2 separate regions of the Mus musculus genome follow, and region 2 is linked to region 1. The links are chromatin contacts, called in public Hi-C maps. All regions are on one chromosome and are shown on one strand. Each heading gives the region's core, a stretch centred on a gene start, on an enhancer-like site or on the middle of the called end of the contact. The rest is flanking DNA. Distances are from core to core; before and after follow the strand shown.

Region 1 (7,198 bases), core at 1,396-3,895:
AGCCGAAGCGGATCTCCCCTCTGTCAGTTGGCTTCTGTCAGGTCCTTTCATTAGGAACATAACTAATGCAGAGGGTGAGCCTTCTCTCGCAGCCTAAGCACTTTGGGAAAACACCTCGCCCAACAGAAGTCCTCCAGCCCCAGGGACCAACCCACCTGCAATAGCTCTGCAGTCTTCACCGTTAGCCCGGTGATATGTTGCATCCGCCGGTTGACCCGGGCCACAACAGGGTCGTCATCCTCCTCTAGCCAGGAGCTGGGCAAAAGAAAAGAGCAAAGATGAAAGGCATGGACAGGCTTAGATGATGTCCTCTGAGCCCAGTCAAGGCCAGCACTCACGGGCAACAGGCTAAATGCTACGGAGAGCGAGGCAGAGCAGCAGGCTGGATAAGGTGGCATTGGCATGCTCTTGCATCCTATGGGAAGCTCCAGGGTTGGGCTTGACCAGCTACCCCACCCCATCCCACCACTCACCTTTTGGAAACTCTGTAGCTGGCAACAGTGAGGACACCTGTCTTGGGGTCACGCACAGTGGCTCGTGCAAGCTGAAAGGGAGAAAGAGAGGAATCCTTCTTGGTGTTGGTGTTTTCCCAGAGAACACGGAGGGCACACAGTAGGGCGACGGCTGCAGAGACTGACTCTAGCCAAGGTCCCATGATGCTATAGTCTAGTCTCCACTTTCCTCTGTGCTCAGAGGCCTGGCACACCCTCCTTGCTCACTACCCCCACCCCCACCCCCACCCCCACCACCTATCAGGTCTATGCTGCCGGCACTGTTGTGCTTATGAACTCTGCTTGGTTCATGCATTTATATTCCCTGAACAAGGCCTTCCTTGACAGGCCCACACAATAGTCTGGGCTTTGATGATTCCACAACACTCAGACTCAACCTGAGGCTTCTCTTGACTTGGTCAAGTTTTCCCACCCTTCTGCCAAGAAGCTATCCAAATACTGTCTGCTGTGCCTCCTGCCTTGCTGGGCTCCCACTACTCAGCAAGGAGACAGTTTCCAGTCTCTTGGGGCCCTCCTAGAGTCAACAAAGTAAACAGCAGGAATCTGAAGTATGTGGGTGCAGAAGCCACCCATTATGGGCAAACCATACATACACACATGTGCACACGTACACACAAACACACATACACACACCCTTTACCCTAGTTCCCAGTCTCCGTATAAAGGCTTAGCAAGTACTGCCAGCAGGGATAGACGTGTCTACAGCAGGATACAGATACCTTATCTGTGGTGTGGACTGTCCTAGTGGGCTCAGATGATGTGGGCCTGGTAAGGAAGACATGTCCAGACAGAAGTACAGATGAGCCAAACAGAATATTGCTGACTCTTGCTTTTAATAACTATTTGATTGGTACCTACTGTGTGCCAGGTGCTAAGCTGGGTGACCGAGACATGACGTCTGCCATCATATAACTTGGTCAAGTGGAGACAGTAGAAAACCGGTCAGGTAATTGTAGCATACTACTAAAAGCTCACGGGTGAGCTGTAATGTCCCGTGGGAGAGCAGCCAAAGGATTGCAGTGGATGGGTACGGTGGAGAGCCAGGCTGATCCAAGTCATTATTCTCTGAGGCTCTCATGTGTGGAAGGAATGTCTGAGTCTTGGTGGGCTTAGTAATGGCCTGGGACCCTGGCCTTGGGGAGCTGAAGCTTTGGATCCTAAAACCAAACCCTTCCCACCCTAGGGGCCTATAGTTGTCAGTCCCAAATTTGTGTGCTCCTCTCTGATGCCCTGTATTCCCCTTGTGCAACACTGCCTGATTAGCTTCCTGCTGACTTTGTCATACTGTAGGATAGCTTTTCAGTGGCACTGTCTCACTTATACCCTGAAAACAGTATATACGGTGCCAAACTTCTTTAAAAGCTGTGTGACAAAAGACATATCTTATTCGAGACCTCCTGAGCCCACCTGTTCTATCTTCTTTATCTCTGAACCCCCTGGTCCTTCCTCCTTAGGACCGTGCCCCTCTACTGGTACAGGTTAGGGTACCAGGCACCTGGAGTCCTGTACATTACAGCAGCGGGGAAGGCCCGGGATGAAAGGGCACTGGCTACACAGGCTGAGGCTCCAGGATGTAGTGAGATGAGGACAGGCTGGGGGGAAGAAGAGATGAGGTCTGCTGCCATCTTATGGTCAACCTGAAATAGGGACAGCCTTATGTAAGGGAGGGATGGGACGGCTACAATATAAGGACTATTGTGCCACCTTATGGAAAGGTGACACAGAAGAGACCAGAATGGGGGAAAAAACTAACAGAATGCTTGAACAAGGATCAGGGCAAGAGATGGCAGTGGCCTGGAACAGGAGGTGACAAGAGAGATGGAGAAGAGAGCCATAACGGAAATGTGGTAAGGAAGTAAATTGGCCCATCTGGTCACTTTGCGTCATAACATTCTAATGTGAAGATGGCAGCCAGCATACCCAGCGAAGACGGGTTCCCCAGGCTATGGTCCTTCTCTGAGCCTAATGGATAGTCATCCCTGCCTGGTGACATCCATCGCCACTAGACAGTGCAAACATTGGAGCCTCAGCATTGGCCTGGTGCCCGAAAAAAGACTTTGGGCAGCTGTGTTCTGCCCTGGGGACAGACGGGGCTATTTTGAAAGCAGACTGGGGACTCACAGACAGCTGCCAGGCATTCTCCACAAGCCAAGCTAAGCTCATTGGCCCCACTTCAAAGCCAGAATAGCATCTGTCTGTCCTAGCCTCCGGAAAGAAGAGGTCAGTGAATGACGGCCAATGTGTATGCTTGTCACACGGCTCCTGTTCAAAACACAATTGTCCCAACGCCAGCCACCTTCCTGATTCATGCTTCTCATGTATGCACATGCACACAGAGAAATGTTCAATGTCTGAGACTAAGGCAGGTAAGGAATCTCTGGAGATTTCGGCTTGACAGTGCCTCTCTCGGTTAGAAACCCAGAAAATAGTTTTCTTTTCTCGAGGACTTTGTAACTGACCCAGGAAGTGAGATGAGTCCCGGTTACAGTTGTCTATACACGTTGACTAGACTGACTCTCGGTGACATCTGTGACATGAGCAAGACCCTGTCTCCAGATGTGCTAGGTCTTCAAACCAAGGCTGTGCTAAGGTTCTGGAGGCTAATACAGGAACCTCTGAGGTCTGCTCATGAGCAGAAGTCCTGGCCATCTCAGTCACTACAATTCTACTACACACAAAGACCAGAGGAGCCAGCTAACTCCTCCCTCCCCATGACCTGTGATGGGAGAACATGGGGGAAATGGCAGCCCACAGTTCTCTTCAGAAGAGATTAAATGGGATCAAGTCATCTATGGGCTAGGCATCCAAGAATAATTGTATCAACCTGACATATATACAAAACCAACAGTCAATAAGCATACAAAGCAGAAATACCAGTTGGATTTCCATGATACTCAGAAACAAGACAAGGATGTCTGCTGCAAAAATGTTGTAGAAGTTCCAGGCAGCTCAATAAGACAGTCAAGGCGAAGGAGTTGTATTAGGAAGGCAAAATATCTTCTTGCTTGCAAAGGACAATCCTACTGAGATAACCCAAGAAAGTCGGCCCAAAAAAGGACTAACTTCTACCACCTCTGGTCCACACAGGCCAGTTTTCTCCATTTTCTCAAGGGAAAATAAACTCTAATTATCACCATGAGGTACATTTCAAAACAAATAGTTAGGCATAGCAGGCTAGGAGCATGGAGCGGCTGAAGGAGTGCTTGCTTAACACATGAGGCCCTGGGTTTGATTGCCTGCATTGTAGAAAATGCTATAATATTATACTTCTGTAATTCTGTAATTCTAGCCCTTGGGAAGTGGAGGCAGAAGGGTCAGAAGTTCAAGGTTATCCACATATTCAGATAGAAAGATAGATAGATAGATAGATAGATAGATAGATAGATAGGTAGATAGATAGATTGATAGATTGAAGCCAGCCTGAATTACATAAGACCCTATGTTAAAAAAAAGAAATATGCAGGGGCTGGAGAGATGGCTCAGCAGTTAAGAGCACTGACTGCTCTTCCAGAGGTCCTGAGTTCAATTCCCAGCAACCACATGGTGGCTCACAACCTTCTGTAACGGGATCTGATTCCCTCTTCTGGTGTGTCTGAAAGTGTACTCATATACATTAGATAGATAGATAGATAGATAGATAGATAGATAGATAGATAGATAGATAGATAGATGTAAATAATTTAGCATATAATAGTAAACTAATATAACAATGTAACCAGTTAAAATACTCCCGAGAAGAAAATTCACAAAAACAAACCAAGGACTACTAAGCTTAGTAAAAAATGTATAAAGTGTGTTTGAACTGAAAAAGTAAACATATGAATAAATGGAGAAGATGAGGGATATCCAGATTGTATGGATGTATATCCTCCTCCAAGTCAGACAGTTCACTGCAGCTGTCACTGCTCACTGCAATCCTCTCCCTCACTGCAGTCCTCCCCATCACCCCTCACTGCAGCCCTCCCCCCTCACTGCAGCCTCCCCCTCACTGCAGCCCTCCCCCTCACTGCAGTCCTCCCCCATCACTGCAGTCCTCCCCCATCACCCCTCACTGCAGCCCTCCCCCTCACCGCAGCCCTCCCCCTCACCGCAGCCCTCCCCCTCACTGCAGCTCTGAGGTCCCACTTTTCTGGAACTATGCATTTCCCCAAAAACAACCCATATGCCAGCCCTTCAACCAGGTGAATTGGTACTTGTTACTGAGATGCCCTGCTCCCAGCATGACCTGCTGTCATAGCTTATGTCTGCCCCTCCTGCATCCCAACTTTTCCTTCCCTAGTAGGCCACGAACCTTCAAGGTCAGCCTAAGTCTGCAGCATGTCAAAGAACTCATGCTAGCTATTGGTGAGAGTGGGGAACAGACAAACTTCTCCATAGAGGTAGCAGGAGGGACTGCACCCCACCCTATTCAGTGCCCCAGCAGGACCCTCAGAGACACCTACTTTGGGCTTAGCAATCTCCTTGATCCTCTCGATTTCTTCGTCGGACATCACATCATAGTACCTGACGATGTGTGGGCTGTCCCACTCGTCTTCCTCTTTGAAGGGGGCGATGAGGAGCTGTGGCACTCTGTTTCCATGATGGTACCTACAGAAAAGCTTCTTCTGCCTCCGGGGTGTCTGCGGAGCACAGAGCACAGGGCCTGAGCAGAGTGAGTCCTTACTCTCGGTCCCAGACCGGCTGTCTGCATGCACTGGTCTCACCCTCTATGACCAAGACTGTTTTCAGCTTCACCACAGAAGAAAACCTCAGTAGGAAGTGACCTCACCCCAATCACACAGCTCCCCCTTCTCTCAGAAGATCACTCATTTCCACAGCCCCTGTGGCAGAGAGCACTCCACGACCCTTTCCATGGAGATTAGAATAAGTCTGAAGGACTATTGATGGGGGGACGCCGTTCCACACAGAAACTATTGAGAGCCAGTCAGGGGTCCAGGAAAGGTGAGAGCCTCCCTCATGCGGAGCTGTGAAGGTCACTGGGACCCTGTGGCTCTCAAAACAAACCCCAGCAAGTACTGTCTTTGTTTACCACTGCATCTTACATGTCATTTACACGACGACTACCTTGGGGACCTGAGGTTCATCTACACCCATCGTTTTCTTCAAACCAATGAGTCAAATGATAGCTAGGCACACTGGGGTGAGTGGGACACACAATAATGCCCTACAGGATGGTACTTGGTACTTCTCCCTGTAGCACCAAGGAGACAATCTCCTGCCCTGTGCATCAGGGAATGCCCACCTACCAGCCTCAGCAGATGTGGAGAAAAATACAAATAGGCAGTGGAACTTTCCATGGTGCCTGCCCAGAGCCAGCGCTCAGATCTCCAGCCTGACCACCAGCCCCTTCCCAGGTCTCACCAGTTTCACGCCCTCCCCTCGACACAGGCTCTCGTACACATCCCTCTCAGGCAGGTAGTCCGTGGGCCTCTCGTACAAGTTTTCCTGGGTGGCCAGTCCGGCGTCTGTCTGATTTGACAGTGATTTCCCTCTTTCTTCCTCTAACAACCGTTCAAAGTACCGCAGATTCCCTCCAGCTCGTTCGTGGCTTGGGTCTGGGAAAGGTGAAAGGTGGGAACAAGGAAACAGCAGACATCTGTGAGATCATCTACAGAAACTGGTCTGCGAGCTGCTTCTTGCCCAGCAGCCCATGGGTACCCTATGCTTTGCTGGCTGCAGCACCTAACCGGGGCACGCCACTCAGGACCAAAGAGCCAACAGCTCCTTCATCTTGTCCAATGATGAGGGAAACATGTCATCGAAGCAGAGCATGTTTACCTAGTAACTGGGGACAGGGGGAGGGGAGAATTCCGTCTCAGGTCTCCTGGAGGCCCCTCAAGTTCTGAATTCTGCCTCCTCCCTGTAATTAGCTGTAGCAATTTAAAGTCATGCCCCTCAGACGTAGCCTGGTCTAGCAACCATACCACACACTGGCTACAGTTAGGGGACAAGCTGAGATACTGGTGAAAGAGAAGGGCTGCAAGGCAGGCCAGATAGCTTGGCAGGGAAAGGTGCTTGCTGCCAAGCCTGACAACCTGAGTTTGATCCCCAGGACCCACACACTGTGAAATGAAAGAACCAAGTCCCTAGAGTTCCACTGTGGCACTTGCATACTGACCCACACGCACAATTAGTTAATTAAATATCATCATAACTCTTTATTTAAAAATAGAAGAGTCACAGCTCTGGTGGACATCACAATATCTGAAGCAACCACCACAGCAGGATTTCTGTGTCGCTCTCTAGACAAGTCTGAGTGAGTCCCAGAGATGTTCAGTGACGTAAGGTGAGACCACACAGGAGAAGAACCAGGATGTCCTGACCTCTTACTAACTCACTTGATAGGATCTATAAAGCCCTCTCCCCTTGTTGGTCTTGCAGGATGCTCACATGTGAGCTGACCCCACACTTGGGCCCCTGGAAAACAGTGACAAAGCCAAGCCCTCGCTGCTCCGTGAAACCCAAGACAAAAACATTCCCAGGTATTAGTAAGAGGTGCAACTAGCAAGCTTTAAAGACTCAGTGCTTTGGGCCTTGTTCTGTCCCTCATCACCTGACATACAAAGTACACATGGCATGCTAAGTCCTACTTTAGACCTCAGGTCACCGAGAGCTGGGACTGCTGTCACTGTAGCAATCTGGAAGTAGTACAGCTTGCTTCTCAAGCTCTGATTAACACAGTGAAG
Region 2 (7,198 bases), core at 3,384-5,883, 210 kb before region 1:
ATGTGTGGTGACAGAGGAGGTCAGAAGAGGGTGCTGGTTCCCCTGGAACTGGAGTTGTGACCCACCAAGTGGTTTCTGGAAACCAAACTCAGGCCCTCTGGAAGACCATTAAGTATTCTTAACCATTGAGGCATCTCTCCAGCAGATAGAGATAGAGATAAAGATAGAGATACAGATATATAGATATACAGATATGTAGATACATAGATATATAGATATACAGTTCATCTGATTCCTTTTCCTTTTGCTAAATCTTCCGAGGTTCCAGGTAAAGGACTCTTATAGCATGGATATTCTTGGGGGTTCCTAAAAGGTGGCAAAGCCATTCTTGTTCTCTGTGACTGTGCGCTTTTCTTACCCACAGAGTGAAAGGCTTGGGCCTCTGGCATCTTCCTCTGTACCCGGCTGCCCAGCACACGTCCCACCACCCCCAAGGAAGGCCCGGGATGATGATACCTGGCACCCCAGAGCTGCTCGTAGGAATCCCAGAACCGTTGGTGACGCGGGGGCTGCTCCAGTGACAATCATCCTCACATGCCCACCAAGACTGGCCTGTGGGAAGAAAGAAGCTGCCAATGATGGTGACACACGAGATGGTCTTCATTTATGGTCTGCTTTCAACAGCTGGACCCTGGGTGCTAGAAGAGAGCCACGTGCTGAGGAAGTCGCTTCTCTTTTGTAATAAATGTGGCTAGTTGTCAACATAACCCAGTTTGTTCAATTCTGTGGCCAACTCTGAGTTCCATGATTCCATGAGGCAATTTTAATACCGTGCTTCTCCCTCCTTAAATGATTCATCTGCTTCTCCGTGCTCTCATTATTCACCGGGCTCCAAAACAATTACTTAAGACAATCTTCTCCAGCTCCAGCTTCCATTTTAATGGCATTGACTTTTTCTCATGTAGAAATCAATACCATGCTTTATTTACTATGTTCTGCAGGGGACAAAGGATACTTGAAATACTTTGTTTCTGAAAGTTGAGCCGAGAGAGCTTAAATATTAATTTTCATGGCTAAAAACAGAATAGCAAGAAGAAGACTGAGCTGATAGCACTAATGAGCGAGATTCCCAGGGTGGTGCAGGACACAGGGACTGTGGTGGTGACGTAGCTAGGAACAATTCTGGACTGGCCTGATTTGGGAGAAGCTGACTTGATAGGACAGGACACAAGGAAAGGGAGAGAGGACTACTGCTTATCTAGAGAGAAGTGAGTGCCGTTGGAAGCCCACCATCACCAGTTTACTGGGAATGGCGGGAGGAAGCCCAGGCCTCCAGGTCCCAGGGACATCTTCAGCGGAACAAAGGCCTGAGCACCAGCAAGGTGGAGGCCAAAGGACCTACTCTCTAAGGGCCTTTAAAATACATATTATGTATGTATATATGTGTGTATGTATGTATACATGTCCATATATATGCATGTATTTGTGTGTGTGTGTATGTGTGTGTGTGTATGTAAGTATATGTATATAATATTTTAATTAATTCTTTGAGAGTCTCATATCATATTCATTTCCCCACTCCTCCTGTTAACTCCACCAGGGTCCACCCCTGACTCACTCACCTCTCTCCCAACTTCCTGTTTTCTTTATGGTTTGTTTAATATCCTATGGGGTCCAGCTTATGCAGGCCATCGACGCATGGGTGTGAGGCCATCTACCAGAGTGTGGTCAAACCTAGGGATCCTTATTGGTAAGGATGCTTTTCAGCAGATACAGCACATCTCCAAAACTTATGGAAAAAAATCATGGCTCTAAAATTCCAGCAGCAACACAAGAGTAGTTTATTATTATTATTATTATTATTATTATTATTATTAACCATATTACAGGTCACTGGGCCATCTTCTCCATTTCTCCCATGAGATCACCCACCAGGCACAGTGCCACTCTGGACTCACAGACTCACTTCTTTACCTGAATCTTATTAAAGAAGAGTTCATCCCAGATACTATTGTTTCTGATGATTCCGCTCCGGACCTCTGCCTGCTTGCGCTTTGCTGCAAACTCCAGGAGCCAGCGCTTTAGTGAGGTGTCTGCCTGGTGGAAGATCTGAGGAGCAGAAACGGGAGACAGCAGTCAGGCAGGGCCTGATTACCTCCCTTCTAAACACACCCTCCAGGAAGAGGGCCCATGATGGCCAGCAGAGGACCAGTGTTCCCATGTACACCTGTGAGAGGTCGTTGGATTTGTACCGTAAAGCTGAGGGTTAATGCTATCAAGGGCCGGGCACATTTTGGAGATGGGAAGAAGATGGGGTAGAAAGAAAGCAGGGGAAGAGACAGGAGGGGGCGGGGGGAGAAGGGAGGAGAGGCAGGTCAGGTCTCTTTAACCAGAGTTTTGGAGACTGGAAGGAAACCGGAGAAGGAAGCGTAGGGAAGACTTGGGGAACACAGAAAGGAGGCTAGTTTTCAGACCTGGGTCGGAGGGAAGGAACCCCTTCCCCCGGAACCCCAGATTCCGTTCACACCAGCAAATGAGAACCTTCCAGTCCGTGGGACCCACCTTGTCATACATCCGATTCAGCAGCCGTGGGACCACAGGGAAGATGGTAGGGCGGAGAGCCTTCATGTCATCTGAGAGGAGGCGGATGTCTCCCTGGAAGAAGCCCACGCGCCCTCCGTGGCAGTAGACAACAGACTGGGGGAGAAGATAAGAAGGTGGGATCGCTTAGGGTGGGAACTCCTGGCTGCAGGCCAGAGCTATCCAAAGTTTTGCCCTCCATGGAGAACACCCAGAATCCCAACCCAGCTCTGACTGCTGCCATAAGACACTGAGTGGCAGGTGAGTGACCTGCCCACTGACCCACAACCTTTGTACCAAGTTCCAGCCAGGCCTAAGGGGAAGGTCAAGTGGAATGACACTGGAGTAGCCATTCTTGTGGATGCCTGCTCCTTCACACCCACTCTCAACCCTAGACATGAACTACCCCATCCCACCCTGGAAACTTGGGTCCTTAAAATGTTCTATTATCTACACTCCATAATGGATTTCCCAGAGACATCTCTGCAACTGTGGCATGAAGTGCTATCTTCCTTGGTTACTAGAGGTGATGGGAGACCAGGGGCTCCTGGCTGGTTCCTATGGGGCCAGAAGCACAGGAGGAGCCTTATCATGTGCTCTGTTCTTTAATGCCCAGGGCAGCTCTTTAAGGAAGGCAGTGTTCCAGCTATGATCATTGGTGGGGGAAGAACACAAGGCTCAGAAAGGTAAAGTGGCTTGCCCAGCTGCGTAAAACTAGTTGACGATAATGGCTTGCATTCTAATCCAGGCCCAATGACGCCAGCTCTCCCCACCAGACAGAGTAGAGATATACTTGATATACTTGAAAGATATCTTTTATTCACTGGCTGATCCTTTCAATGACACATGTGTGGGAAATTCTTCGACTCCACCGTCCTATATGGATTCCCTGCTTTGCTCTCTCCCCCCACCCCACCAAGAACTGTCTGAGGACCAGTGCATAGTCCAGATCTGTAGACTGAGAGCCATGACAGATGGATGCCGCAGCTTTACTGCTTCATTCTGGCCTTAAGAAGTTTGTAAGTCATGGAACAGGAGCATGCTGGCTATCAGAGCAGTCCCACACACAGCCGGGGTAACAAAGCACTTTTGAAGGTCTGTCATGCTCTTGGAACCAATGCCACTAACCCAGGTCCTCTCCCAGCTGAGGTGTGACTGTGAGAAAGGCGAGGTGAGTCTGGGTGTTTCCTGAAGCATCTCGCCTAGGGAGGACAGGTGGGGTGGCCAAGGTCCTCAGATCTCTCTGGCTCCCCTCGTGCTACCTTCTAAGAATACAGTCATTTTGGTCCTACTTCACACAACCGGCGGCCGGTGAGACCCTGCCGTTAAGTGTAGGTTCTGGGCACGGAGGGTAGCCTCCCTGATGCCGGGGGGCCTTACCTGCACCATGCGCTCAAACATGTGTGCTAAAGGCAAGTAGGAAAAGTGGACGTCCGCACAGGTCGGGGCCCACTGACTCTGCAAGAGAACACAGGGAGCCCAGGCGAGTCCCCGTCAGCCAGGTCGGAGGCTTACCTGGATCACTCTCTCAAACATGTGAGCCAGAGGCAGGAAGGAGATGAGCACATCGTCCTGTCTCGGAAAGATCACTTTCTGCAGGTGACGGGCATGGGAGACAGAAAGGAAAGAAACACTGACAGGAAGACAACGAGAGAGTCATCAAACAATAAAGAGAAAAAAAATGGCCTGGGGAAGGGGGAGGGGAAAGGGGGGAGGACAGAGAGAGGTGAGAAGAGAGGGGAAAATGATGAGAGAGAGGAGGAGGTGGGGAGGAGAGGTGGAGGAGGGAGGGAGGGAGGGAGAGAGAGGGAGAGAGAGAGGCAGCATGGGAAGCCAAGTGTTAGGTCGCAGCGCCAGTGGGTGTAGGTTATCTGCAGAAGCAAAGAGCCACAGGAAGCACATTTAAACCAGCAGAGCCAGGCTCCGCAGGGAAGTCTCCTCTCAGGACGGGCCTGCACCTCACTTGTCGTCTCTGTCTGTTGGTGTGGGCGCCAGCCCGGGTTCTCTCCTCTCCCTGCCCTTTCTGTAAGTAACATCTGCTGCCCTGGCTACCTGAGCAGTGTCACACAGTCTCAGTCGGCTTGATGGCACATTCTAGGCCTCGTGGAGAAAATGGCTCAGAGAGTCCTACATATCATTTATGCCAGCTGGGCTGAGTTGTGGGCGGGTGGCAGAGGAAAAGAGGCCAAGCCACAAACAGGTGGCCAGACGTAGCCTCCCAAGCCACCGCTTGGGAATCAGGCTGTTCTTAAAGGAGAATACACAAGCTGGGCACTATCCCACAGCTGTCTCCCAGATGGGACTGGTCCCAGAGACACAGGCTGTTCCGGCCAACAAAGGGTGGGGACTTCCTTAGTGGGATCTAACTGTTCTGTCTTGTCCTACAAGTCTTCACTCTCCTTTTGCTTTTGAGCCGGCTTGGACAGACTTCGGGATCTTGGATCATGACTCTGAACCTGATCTCAACCAGCAATCATGCCTCCGTTTCCCACCAAAGCATCTCAGCGTTTGAAGGATAATGCCCCACGGTACCATGTAGCACACACTCAGACCCTTTCCACAGTGGAGGAAGGGCCTGGCATTCCTTCTCCCGAAGGAAGCTATAGCACATACTCACCCCGCTTGGGACAGGCCCTCCTCCTTCCTTAACTGATTATAAATACTACCATGCTTTGGTCAGACCAAGAAAGCAAGCTTTTTGGACTTTGCAGTTACCTTTACGTACAGCCTTACAATTAGCAGCTGCCGCTGTTTCTCAGACTCTAGTAGTCCTTAAACACAAAACGGCCAAATTAAACCCCAGCCTGCTTGACAAACAAGTCACGGAGGCTTACTTCTGAGATAAAGGTGCACACAGGAGCTGGGAGGGGTCTCATTTTTTGAACTGAAGAATGAAATTAGGCTTACATGCTCCCCAACCCCCGCCCTGGGCTTTTAGAGTTTTTGATATCAAGTGAATGTTGGGGGATGGGTCATTTCCTCACTGGGGCTGAAAGCTAGTCTGATGGCTCATGCTTGTAATCCCAGCATCTGGGAGGCTGAGGCAGGGGCATCAGGTATTCGAGGCCATCCTGAAATACATAGTAAGACCCCAACCAAAAACCAAACCAAACCAAACCAGTATTAGAGGATAAAAGTGGTTGTAAAAGCGGGGCAGCCCTAGCAAAAACAAGAACTTCTTGCCTGCAAGCGGCTGCCCTAAAACAATGATGATAGAATACAGTTCTAACCATGCCCGTTCTGTGACCCTTGCATGGTGTTCATCTCAGGATGACCGTGAATACAGCCCAGACATTTGAAGACTAGAGAGTCATATGGTAATATTGAAAAGTTGACACCCTGGCTAGAATAACTGGAGGTGTGTCCTGAAGAAAGGCCTGTGTAGGAAGTTGGCTTTATTCACCTCTGTCACTTTCAGAAAGCCCGAGAAATCGGCCACCACGTTCCCGTGGGTGAGCATTGCACCTTTGGGGTTCCCTGAAAACAGAAGGCAAGAAAGGGTTTCATTAGGAGCCTGACAGTTATCCTTCGACCTTGACATATGAACCATAGCATGGCACACCATGACATGGTGGGGGCTACCAAAACCCTACACAAAACAAATAAGTGTTAAAAAGATTTAACAAGTTGTAAATGGTTAATTGAAACTAGATGTGGTAGCTTGCAACTGTAGTCTTGGTTCTATGAAAGCTGAGGCAGGAGAATTTCTTTGAGTTTAAGGCCAGCTTGGACTATAGGCTGAGACTCTGTTTTTAAAAGAGGGTGTTAATCTTATGTGCTATGTGAATTTTGCCTTTTAAAAAAGGGAGAGGGGAGAGAGAAGCAAAATTTGTGAGGAGAATTTCTTTGGAGAGGGTTACACTGAGTCTTCAAGTCCTCTCTCAATCCTAATCTGAAACCTAAGCTCACATAGATGTTAATAGGCTTCAGGGAACCCCATGAGAAGAGAGAAGAGACCAGTGATCACAAGCTAGTAATAGACCCAAAGGTAGGAGCACCCTACAATCAGGGTCAGGCTGAGAAGGTTGGAATGGATGCTGCTTTAAGAGGAATCTGTTTACCAGGCTGGTCTGCCAGGAGAAATGGAGCCTGCCTCCCTGTAATGGTTAACTTAGACAGGATCTCCTAGGAAGACAACCCTCAGGACTGCTCTATGAGGCATTTTCAGGGAGATCTGGCTGAGATGGGAAGACCCACCTTGAGTGAAAGGCAGAGCTAACCCATAGGCTGGGATCCCAGAGTGAATAAAACGGAGACAGTGAGCTGAGCACCAGCATCCACCCCTCTCTACTTCCTGACTGTGGATGTAGTATGACATCTGCCTCGGCTCCTGCTGCCAGGTTTCCCATCATGACTGGCTCCATCCTTTTTAAATTATGAGTGGAAATGGAACCAACCTACCTACCTTCCTTCCTCCCTCCCTCCCTCCCTCCCTCCCTCCCTCCCTCCCTCCCTCCCTCCCCCTCTCTCCCTCCCTCCCTTCCTCCTTTAAGCTGCTTTTGTCATATCAATGAGAAAGGCAACTGATCCACACTCTCTCCCTATAAACCTGGAGGAGGGAGTCAAGTGTGCACAGAGTTAGGAGCTATGGTGGCAGAGGGTTCAGAAGCACTGATCCCTACATCAGAACTCAGAAAAGCATCCATCAGTGAAAGAAAGTGTGAGCTTTAGACATACT

What was found. Hi-C and Micro-C count contacts between places; a contact is called where the count stands out from the background.
Region 2: a contact with region 1 is called in a Hi-C map of myocytes, with 2.0 times the contacts expected there. The contact joins two enhancer-like sites. A contact is called at or near these places in 7 of 484 Hi-C or Micro-C datasets (CD4 T cells, cerebellar granule neurons, cortical neurons and 4 more), 2 of 115 datasets of contacts at active chromatin or transcription factors (bone marrow-derived macrophages and cardiomyocytes) and 2 of 9 other capture datasets (liver and pancreatic islet).

What each region holds. Positions count from the first base shown.
Region 1 is chr11:54,118,003-54,125,200 of GRCm38.p6, reverse strand. P4ha2 (procollagen-proline, 2-oxoglutarate 4-dioxygenase (proline 4-hydroxylase), alpha II polypeptide) reads right to left here. Exons shown (of 16, transcript NM_001136076.2): 8 at 5,874-6,067; 9 at 4,955-5,131; 10 at 474-544; 11 at 156-255. Among named protein-coding and RNA genes, the nearest start is that of Gm12223, 20 kb to the left of the region's middle. Within about 2 kb of position 2,645, at least 62 of the 459 cell types and tissues checked have an H3K27ac peak or open chromatin away from gene starts, as enhancers often do. A contact at or near this core is called in myocytes, where this site is marked.
Region 2 is chr11:54,333,851-54,341,048 of GRCm38.p6, reverse strand. Acsl6 (acyl-CoA synthetase long-chain family member 6) reads right to left here. Exons shown (of 21, transcript NM_001033598.1): 10 at 5,924-5,997; 11 at 4,036-4,113; 12 at 2,503-2,637; 13 at 1,915-2,049; 14 at 457-552. Gm12224 (a long non-coding RNA gene) reads left to right here. Exons shown (of 2, transcript XR_001780208.1): 2 at 365-707. Among named protein-coding and RNA genes, the nearest start is that of Gm12224, 7.8 kb to the left of the region's middle. Within about 2 kb of position 4,633, at least 26 of the 459 cell types and tissues checked have an H3K27ac peak or open chromatin away from gene starts, as enhancers often do. A contact at or near this core is called in myocytes, where this site is marked.